2 separate regions of the Rattus norvegicus genome follow, and region 1 is linked to region 2. A link is a contact called in public Hi-C data. All regions are on one chromosome and are shown on one strand. The core of a region is the stretch at or near the end of the contact, and the rest is flanking DNA. Distances in the headings are between cores, read along the strand shown.

Region 1 (4,214 bases), core at 239-2,738, 190 kb before region 2:
AGAATTGGTGCAGCAAATGTCTGAAGAGAAGAACTCGGCGCCTGTCTTGGATTGCTGTAAGTTAGGCTAAAGGGGCCGAACTGAAGTGTTCAGGCCCAGCCCTGAATGAGTCCCTGAGTGCCACGGACGAGTGGAACACAGTAGAATGAGAGCCGGGCCAGCAGAAGTCACTAACCAAACAGGGCTTTCTAGCTGGCAGCATAACTCAGGTGACCTGGGGAGGCTAATTCGGGCCCAGGAGAGAGTGAGGAAGGGGCATATTTGGGACGTCGTGTGCTTCAAGCAGCAGAAACCCCAGCAAGAAAAGTGGGTTGCCGAAATGTCCAGACCAAGGCGCTTCGCCCTTTCAATAGAGTGGGAATGGGCCGGGTGGAGACCTGAGCCAAGCTGGTCTTTAGAAATGCCAGGCCTAGGATGTACTCTGGCAGGACATAGGAAGGGGTTGAAATAAGACGCCAGAACAACATGGCACCCAGAGAACTACTGTTTCTGTGGCCCGTCAAAGTAGTGGAGGAAGTGGCCTCAGGTCTCAGATGCCCGCACTGTCAATCTCACATCCCTCTTTCTAGCCAAGGTGAGCAGCTGTGACCTAGACTTTAGGAGACCCATTGCAATGGCTGAGTCTGGGGAAGGAAGGCAAGAGGGTTTTGCTGTCAGTAATTCACTTTATATACGGTTGTAACTTGTGGAAGGAGTGTATTATTTCTCATATGAAGATAGTTTTAAAGGCAGGGTGGTAGAGTGGCTTTGACTCCTAAGACTGGATCAGATAATACAATGGGAGAAGGGTGTTGGGGACTAGAAGCAGGAGGTAATGAGGTCACCACACTGCTTAAGTGCTATGTGACCTCCAAACGGCAGGTACAGTGGCAACATTGTCCTCATAGCCTCAACTTCTCCCTGCTAACATCTTAGAAGCCATAATCGGGAAGTGCCTGACCCAAACAAAGGAATATTATACAGCTATTAAAACAATAATCATTAAAAAATGCATGGGAAAATACAGAGAAAACGCTCATATCAAAGACACCTGCGGGGTTGGGGATTTAGCTAAGTGGTAGAGCACTTGCCTGGGAAGCGCAAGGCCCTGGGTTCGGTCCCCAGCTCCGGAAAAAAAAAAAAAGACACCTGCAAATGCACTTTTATAATTTTACATACTTAGATAAGAAAATGAGAAATGCGGGTTTCAAGTGGTTTATACTCATATAAAACCAGCTAGGGGAAAATAATGCAAGGTAAAATATAAAAATAGAAATCACTCCTGCCCTAGATGCTCCTAGACGCCACACCTGGCAGGAGTCTGCTGTATTGCTACATCGTAATTGACTTAACCCAGACTCCCCTGCCGGCAGAGTGACACTGAGTTACCTCCAACCAGCTGTTGTTCCCAGCAACACTGCAACAGTCTTATCCCTGTGTTGACTCATACATGTCCCAGGAGTTCTGGAGGACCATCGCCCAAATATTGAATTGCTGAACCAAAAGAAACATGCATGGGTAATTTTGGCAGAAGTTGGCCCAGCTGACGTCCAATGGACCAACCAGTTCACAACACACCGACAATGAGAGTCTCTTCTCACCAACGTAATGTGAGTATTTTAAAAGGAGAGTTACAAAGGTGTTTCCCTCTGTACGGGGAAACCTCTAAGTCCGCACCTAAGGTAAGGTAAGGGTCAAGTGGGCATCAAAGGACAAGCGTGGATAAGGGTGGAAGAGTCAAGAGACATTCCAGTGTCGCCTAGAGCAATCGGGTTGTCACATGCCACACAAGGAAGTCTCTGGCTGGCAACCTGTCCATCCGGTCTGGCTCCAGTCTCCTCCCCCTCGCCCCATCAGCTTGGACTGCATGGCCTCAGGGCGAGCAGCCTAACCTCACAGCTGTGCTTCCTCATCTCCCAGAATTCCAGAAGGACACCATCACCCCAGAAGAAACGTCTGGTCTCCTTGGCTCCAAACCGCACATGCAGACCTATTCACAGTGAGATTGCACAAGCACATGGAAGATTACTCTGCTGTGCTTGAGATTTGAGCACTCCTCTGGGGGAGGGGAGGGCTATCTGCCAGCCTTCAGAGCCAGCCTGTTTCCAAAGGCTCAGCAAGATATTCCCAAGGCTGGGAACTCTCCGGCGCCCACTGGTTCCTGTTCCCAATAGGCAGAGACATTGCACCTCCGAAGGAGAAATTCTAACACCTGCTCACTGCCTACCCTGCAGACTGGCAACACAGACAGGGACCTGCCTTACACAAGAAGCTGGAGTAGGGACAAGCCACACACACCTCTGTGGACTGCACGGCCAGAGTCAGCAGAGAGGTCTGCCTTGAAATAGGAGCCACTGGAACCTGGCCCTACCAGACCCCAGCCATAATGCTAGTTAACGTCCTTGCCGAGATAGAAGCGAGGCCACAGATAACATGAGGGTGCCCAGAAGTCTGTCTACCCGGGGGCTGGAGAGATGGCTCAGTGGTTAAGAGCACTGACTGCTCTTCCAGAGGTCCTGAGTTCAAATCCCAGCAACCACATGGTGGCTCACAACCATCTGTAATGAGATCTGATGCCCTCTTCTGGTGTGTCTGAAGACAGCTACAGTATACTTATATATAATGAATAAATAAATCTAAAAAAAAAAAAAAAAAAAGAAGAAGTCTGTCTACCCTTCCAGCAAGCTCTGAGTAAACCCTTCTTCCAGGTGTCATATCTGCAGACCCTCTCTCCATGCATGATTGATGTTTACTCTATAAAGGGGGCTGGAGAGATAGCTGGGCAGTTAAGAGCACTGGCTGCTTTTCCAGAAGACTGGGGTTCAATCCCCAACATCCACATGGCAGCTCACAACTCCAGTTCCAGGCGATCCAACACCCTCACACAGACACACATGCAGGCAAAACACCAACCAATGCTCATAAGATTAAAAAATGAATGTTACATTTTAGAAGCATACAGCAAAATGAATCAAATATAAGGAATCCATTAGAATCGTTTGTTTGAGAGGTGGCCAGTTTTAAGTCCTGCTCTCCTTTCTCTTGATGATGTCTAGGCTGTGGTGAGAGCCACACTCAACAGTTGGCTTCCTCCATGCCATGGACCAAAGAATCATAGTCAAGGCCTAAGAGACTTAAGTGTCCTGGGAAAGAACGTCAAATGACGTATGTCTTCTTCTGGTTCTGCCCACCAGAACCATGTTCCCTGAGTATGCTGGGTAATTTTATGTCACCTTGACACAAGCTGGGGTCACTGGAAACGAGGAAGCCTCACTTGAGAAAAAAAAAAAAAGCCTCCATAAGATTGGGCTGCAGGCAAGCCTGTAGGGAATGTTAATTAGTGATTAGGGCGGGCGGCCCAGCCCACTGTGGGTGGGGCCACCCGAGGGCAGGTGGTCCTGGGTGCTGTAAGAAAAGTAGGCTGAGCGAGCTGTATCAGTCAGGGCTGTCTAGAGTCGCAGAAGGTATGGAATGCCTCTATATATTGAAGGGATTTACTGGGATGACTTACAGTCTTCGGACCGGCTAACCCAACAGTGGGCAGCTGTTCCCAACAACCGGAGGTCCGAGATCCTAGTAGGTGCTCAGTTCCGTGAGGATAGGTGTTTCAGCCGGCCTTCTGTATAAGCTGGAATCCTGACGAAATAGATTCCATCTTACTTCAGGTAAGTGAGGGCCAGCAGGCAAAGAAGAGAGCCTCCCATTGTCCTTATGCAGGCCACCAGCAGAAGATACGTCCTAGATTAAAGGTGTGTGTCCACACCCGGACCTGAGGTGTTCCTCAGCTCTAACTTGCTCTGCCCCAGATTGGACTTGAACTAAGAGATCTGCGTGGCTCATCTCCTGGGAATGCCTGTGTCCTCCAGCCTCAAGATCTGGATCCCACGTGTGCCTCCCTTCCCCACCAGGATTGTAGTTCATTCCAGATACAGCAAGGTTGACAGTTGGCAATAGCCACCACACAAGCCACGAGGAAGAAGCTGTGAGCAGCATTCCTCTGTGGCCTCCCGGTGCCTGCCCTGTTTGAGTTTGTGTTCTGATTTCCTTCCGTGATGATCTTGCGAGTAAGAAAGCCAAACAAACCCTTTTCTCCCCGGGTTGCTTTGATCCTGGTGTTTCGTCATGGCACTGGTGACACGAAGACACCGGGTAAATTATTTCAACGTCCTCGGGAGTGAGTTTCCCCACCTGCAGAGTCTACTCTGGGAACATTTCTTACCTTGCAAGGTGGTCGT
Region 2 (4,158 bases), core at 1,461-3,960:
TATGGCGTGCCTGAGACGAGGCTGGAGAAGGCGGGAAGGCTGGGCAATAGGCACACATTTCAGAGCTGATGTTCAGGCAGTTGCCCTTGAGCCCAGATTTAGTGGGATTTAAGCCCAGGCCTTTACCCTGCAAACACGAGAGCCCTGAGCAGAGCAGCTGTGGGTGGTGACCTGGAGGCTCCACTCCTGCTCTGAGGTCCTTAGCTCACTTGACATCACTTTTGAGTTCTTAACTCTGCCATCCCCACCGATCTTTAAGGCTCCTTCCAACGTCAAAGTGTGCTGTCTTAGAAGCCAGGAACTGGGACCAGCAGGTAGAAAGGGACTTTGTCGTCATTAGCTTTTGTATAATAGTTTCTAAATAAATACAGAAAAACTTGAAAATATTTTTCTACACGAGGTTCACTTCATCCAAAACCCCATCTGCGTGGGGGGACATTTATCCCCTCTTCCCTTTTGACACAGGCCCTGGCTAGTGGCAGATGACAAGCTACCCAGGTGTCCCTTTGCTGATAGGAAAATTGTATTTTCAGTATAAGAATCTGGTATGCCAGGCTGGAGAGATGGCTCAACAGCTAAGAGCTCTGACTGTTCTTCCAGAGGTCCTGAGTTCAATTCCCAGCAGCCACATGGTGGCTCACAACCCCCTGTAATGGGATCTGATGCCCTCTTCTGGTGTGTCTGAAGTCAGCAACAGTGTACTCACAGATATAAAATAAATAAATAACTCTTTTTAAAAAAAAAAAATGATCTGACATGCCTAAACTCAGCATGTGTTTCATTTTGGGGATGCTCTGGGATCTTGCCAGACTGCCTGGCCCTCTTTAGGAACCCTTGTTCCCAATGGGTCATGTTGTTACTGTGGTGACCCTCTGACCAGCAGACCTCCTCCAGGACCTCGGTCTAGCTCTTCCCCCAACACCGTAGGCACACGCCTGCTTCAGTGTCTCTGTACCAGGGCCTACAGAGTCTCTGTGCCTACGCCGCTCTGAACTTGTCCAGTGTTCTCTTTGCTTGCTCTATGTTCCTCCACCCCCTCCACCTCCTCCACCCCCTCTACACCCTCCACCCCCTCCACCCCTTCCACTCTCTCCACCTCCTCCATTCCCTCCATTCCCTCCACCCCCCTCCACCCCCGTTGAAACTGCTTTCTGTCTCCCTCGAAATCCCCTCCATTATTTTCCACTTCTACTGGTTTTGGTCCGTTCTTATTGAAACATTCTGTGTACTTATAAAAATACCTATGTAAGCCCTGTAAATAAGGAAATCTCGTGTCACTGACATATCCGTTATACTTGACACTATAAATTCTATTACTTTGTTGTTTTTTTTTTAAACACTAAATCTCATGTATCCTGGGCTAGCCTGGAACTTGTTATGTAGTAAAGGCTAACCCTGAACCCCTTAACCTCCCTCTACTTCCAAGTTGGTTGGGATTACACGTGTCTGTCTTCACAGTCAGCCGTGAGTTATTTGTAAGTAGAAGAATAGTCTCATTATCTTTAGGAAGAATTATTATCACGGAACCCAGGAGTTCTTAGGCAGGGTAGGTAGTTCATAAACCTATGATCCTGTGTCTTCCCTCAGGTTGACTCCAAGCCAATAGTTAATATCCTATCCATTTTTTTTTATTCACATAAATGATGGCGCCAAGCCCAAAACTGTAGTTGAGTTGAATTATGAACAGAGAGGGGTTGGCCATAAAAATCTCCATTCTTGATTACAAGTAAAAACTTTTATACAAATGTATAGATCGCAAACAAAACATCAAAACTAATAATCTCCTTGCCGTTTCAGCGAAGACCCCGGTGGAGTCCAGAGACACTGTTAGCGTGGGGAGTGCCACAGCAAAAAGGAATGGGGCTCATTTAACAGCATCAAGTGCCACCCGCCATTTAAAGAACCCCCCACTTCTTCCCTGCGACCAGGGCTTCAGAGAAACCACAGAGCAGGAAGCGTCCCTACAGCCTCAGCTCGGAAGCAGAGGGTCAGTATTCTCTGTTGTGGAGTTTTGGGTCGGGGTAACCATTGTCTCTCACCGGTTCTCCGTGTTAAGCAGAAGACTGTTTTGCTCTTACCCCTCTCCTAGGAGCATGGTTTTAAGTCAATGCACAATAGGAGGATTTTTCTTCTCCCCATGGTTGGTGGGGGGAGGGAGGGTTGGTTTTCCATCATTCCCTGTTGTGTCCTTAGAAACCCTGCAGGACAGCTGTAACAATGTACCACAGGGCTGTCAGATAAAGATGTGACTGGATGGCTTAGCCTCAGCCCCGAGTGACTGCTGAGGGGGCCGTCTGTTTGGGTGTTATCTGGGGTTCCTGATGGGGCTGGAGATTACTGTGACCACCTTTGCTTTAGTTCACTGTTGTAAACTCCACAAGCGTGGACACTTGTGCTACTCTCCAGTAAACACTTGGTTTAAATATTTGCTGTGCTATCTAGTAACTGTAACAGGAGCATCCTGTGGAGTCTTTGTCCCGCATACATGAATGGTTGGGAATTATTTTATGCATCCTTCTTATATAAGGCTCTCCAGGAGCACTTTGTTACCACACGCAGAGTTTATGGAGACAAAAAGCGCATTGCATGGGGGTCCACGTTATTTCTTAACCTGAAACTTTACTAAAACCTTAAATCTAGAGGTTGGAGCATCAGACAGAGCAGAGAGAATAGGCTGTGTTTCCCGGTCCTGCACAGGACCGATGCTAAGATAAGGAGGGTCACTCAGTTACAGATCTTTTTTTTTCTAGAACTTTCCATTGGGTCATCATGGACAGCTGCCCAGTTCAAATTTGTTTAACAAGATTAAATTCCACAGGCCATTTTAGGACCCAAGTCCTTGCTGCTCTCATTTTAGCTTGTGGAATCTGACGTTGACTCTTCCACACGGACCACCAGCAACCCCCCACCCCCACCCCACCCCCATCCCCAGAGTGGCCACTGTCAACTTGTTAGTTTAGCAGAAATGACCTTGTCTGCTGACACAGCCCAAAGAGTGTCGCAGGGAGAATTTATATTGGGTGACCCAGAAGTCCTTGGGATGCTGCTCTGCGTTTAGAACATTTTTCAAATCAAGGGAAAGATGACGTTAGTGCCTTAACGGGAGAGAGAACACAGGCCCTTGCAGCCGCCTTTCCCAACTGGTGAGAAGGTACAGGCTATGGGGCTCATCACCCCAGCATGAAAGGCAGCAGGGCTTGCGCTCCCCTCCCCGCCCCCTGCCGCAGGAAAAGAGAGCATTTATCCCGCAGCAACCATCCTTATGGTAATGCAAACTGACTAGGTACAAACAGACAAGAGCCAAACCCCATTGTTTATTTATTTCCATGAAACTTTGGAAGTTGCGAAACAATCACACACGCCAGGGTTCATTATGCCCCTGTCTTTCTGGGACAGCGGGGCGTTTTAGTGACATACTTTACCCCACAAACAGCAAAGGACAAACCCATTAGGAGGATGGTCAGCCGCTTCCTCAGGCCTGTTCCAAATGCCCAGGCTTCTTCGGCAGGGCCTCTAATCATCTTCCCTTTGTCCCATGGGATGGCTGTGTGGAGTTTGGAGTTTGTTCTCAGTAATGTTTCTGGGCTCTGAATCAGTCCCTGCCTCCTTCCAGCACGGGGTGGAATTTTCTGAAGACGTGCCAACAGAAAAGTTTATGTGGTGGGATTAAAACAAACGAGAAAATGGAAACTCTTAGCCATTCTCTCATTAATTACATTTGTGAATCAGTCAGGGACACTCAATAATCATTTCTGGTAAACATTTAAGTGACTGTAATTCCAAGAAACGGCCGTCGCTAAGCAGGGAAGTAGTCCCACATTTGCTGGGTTCATCCTTCCCTCAGTTAGCAGGGTTTTTTGTTTTTATCCTAATCCTGAGACTGTAAAGTGGAAAAGGGAAGATTCTTGTCAGTGAGATGTGCTGCTGGCAGGAGACGAGCTGAGCGGAGGCTGAGGAGGAGCCTGAGGAGGAGGAGGGGGAGCTGATGGATGGGACAGCAAAGGACGACTCTGGCTCCCCAGGCGGGGTCCTGCGGGCTTCTCAGGCTGGGGAGAGGAAAGAACATATGTTTCAGAAAACCTGCGTTGATTTGTGTGCCTTTATTTTAAAATATGGGTAATTCAGACATTTGGGAAGCTCTGGAGTTTAGCTTTATAC

What was found. Hi-C and Micro-C count contacts between places; a contact is called where the count stands out from the background.
Region 1: a Hi-C map of liver shows a contact between it and region 2, with 3 times the contacts expected there. The contact joins two enhancer-like sites. A contact is called at or near these places in 4 of 12 Hi-C or Micro-C datasets (the A7r5 cell line, hepatocytes, kidney and 1 more).

Annotation. Positions count from the first base shown.
Region 1 is chr20:47,245,950-47,250,163 of GRCr8, reverse strand. No RefSeq gene overlaps it. Among named protein-coding and RNA genes, the nearest start is that of Trnas-aga, 42 kb to the right of the region's middle. Within about 2 kb of position 1,488, at least 24 of the 93 cell types and tissues checked have an H3K27ac peak or open chromatin away from gene starts, as enhancers often do. A contact at or near this core is called in hepatocytes and liver, where this site is marked.
Region 2 is chr20:47,056,448-47,060,605 of GRCr8, reverse strand. Armc2 (armadillo repeat containing 2) reads left to right here. Exons shown (of 18, transcript XM_574794.5): 5 at 1,798-1,987. Among named protein-coding and RNA genes, the nearest start is that of Armc2, 25 kb to the left of the region's middle. Within about 2 kb of position 2,710, at least 16 of the 93 cell types and tissues checked have an H3K27ac peak or open chromatin away from gene starts, as enhancers often do. A contact at or near this core is called in hepatocytes and liver, where this site is marked.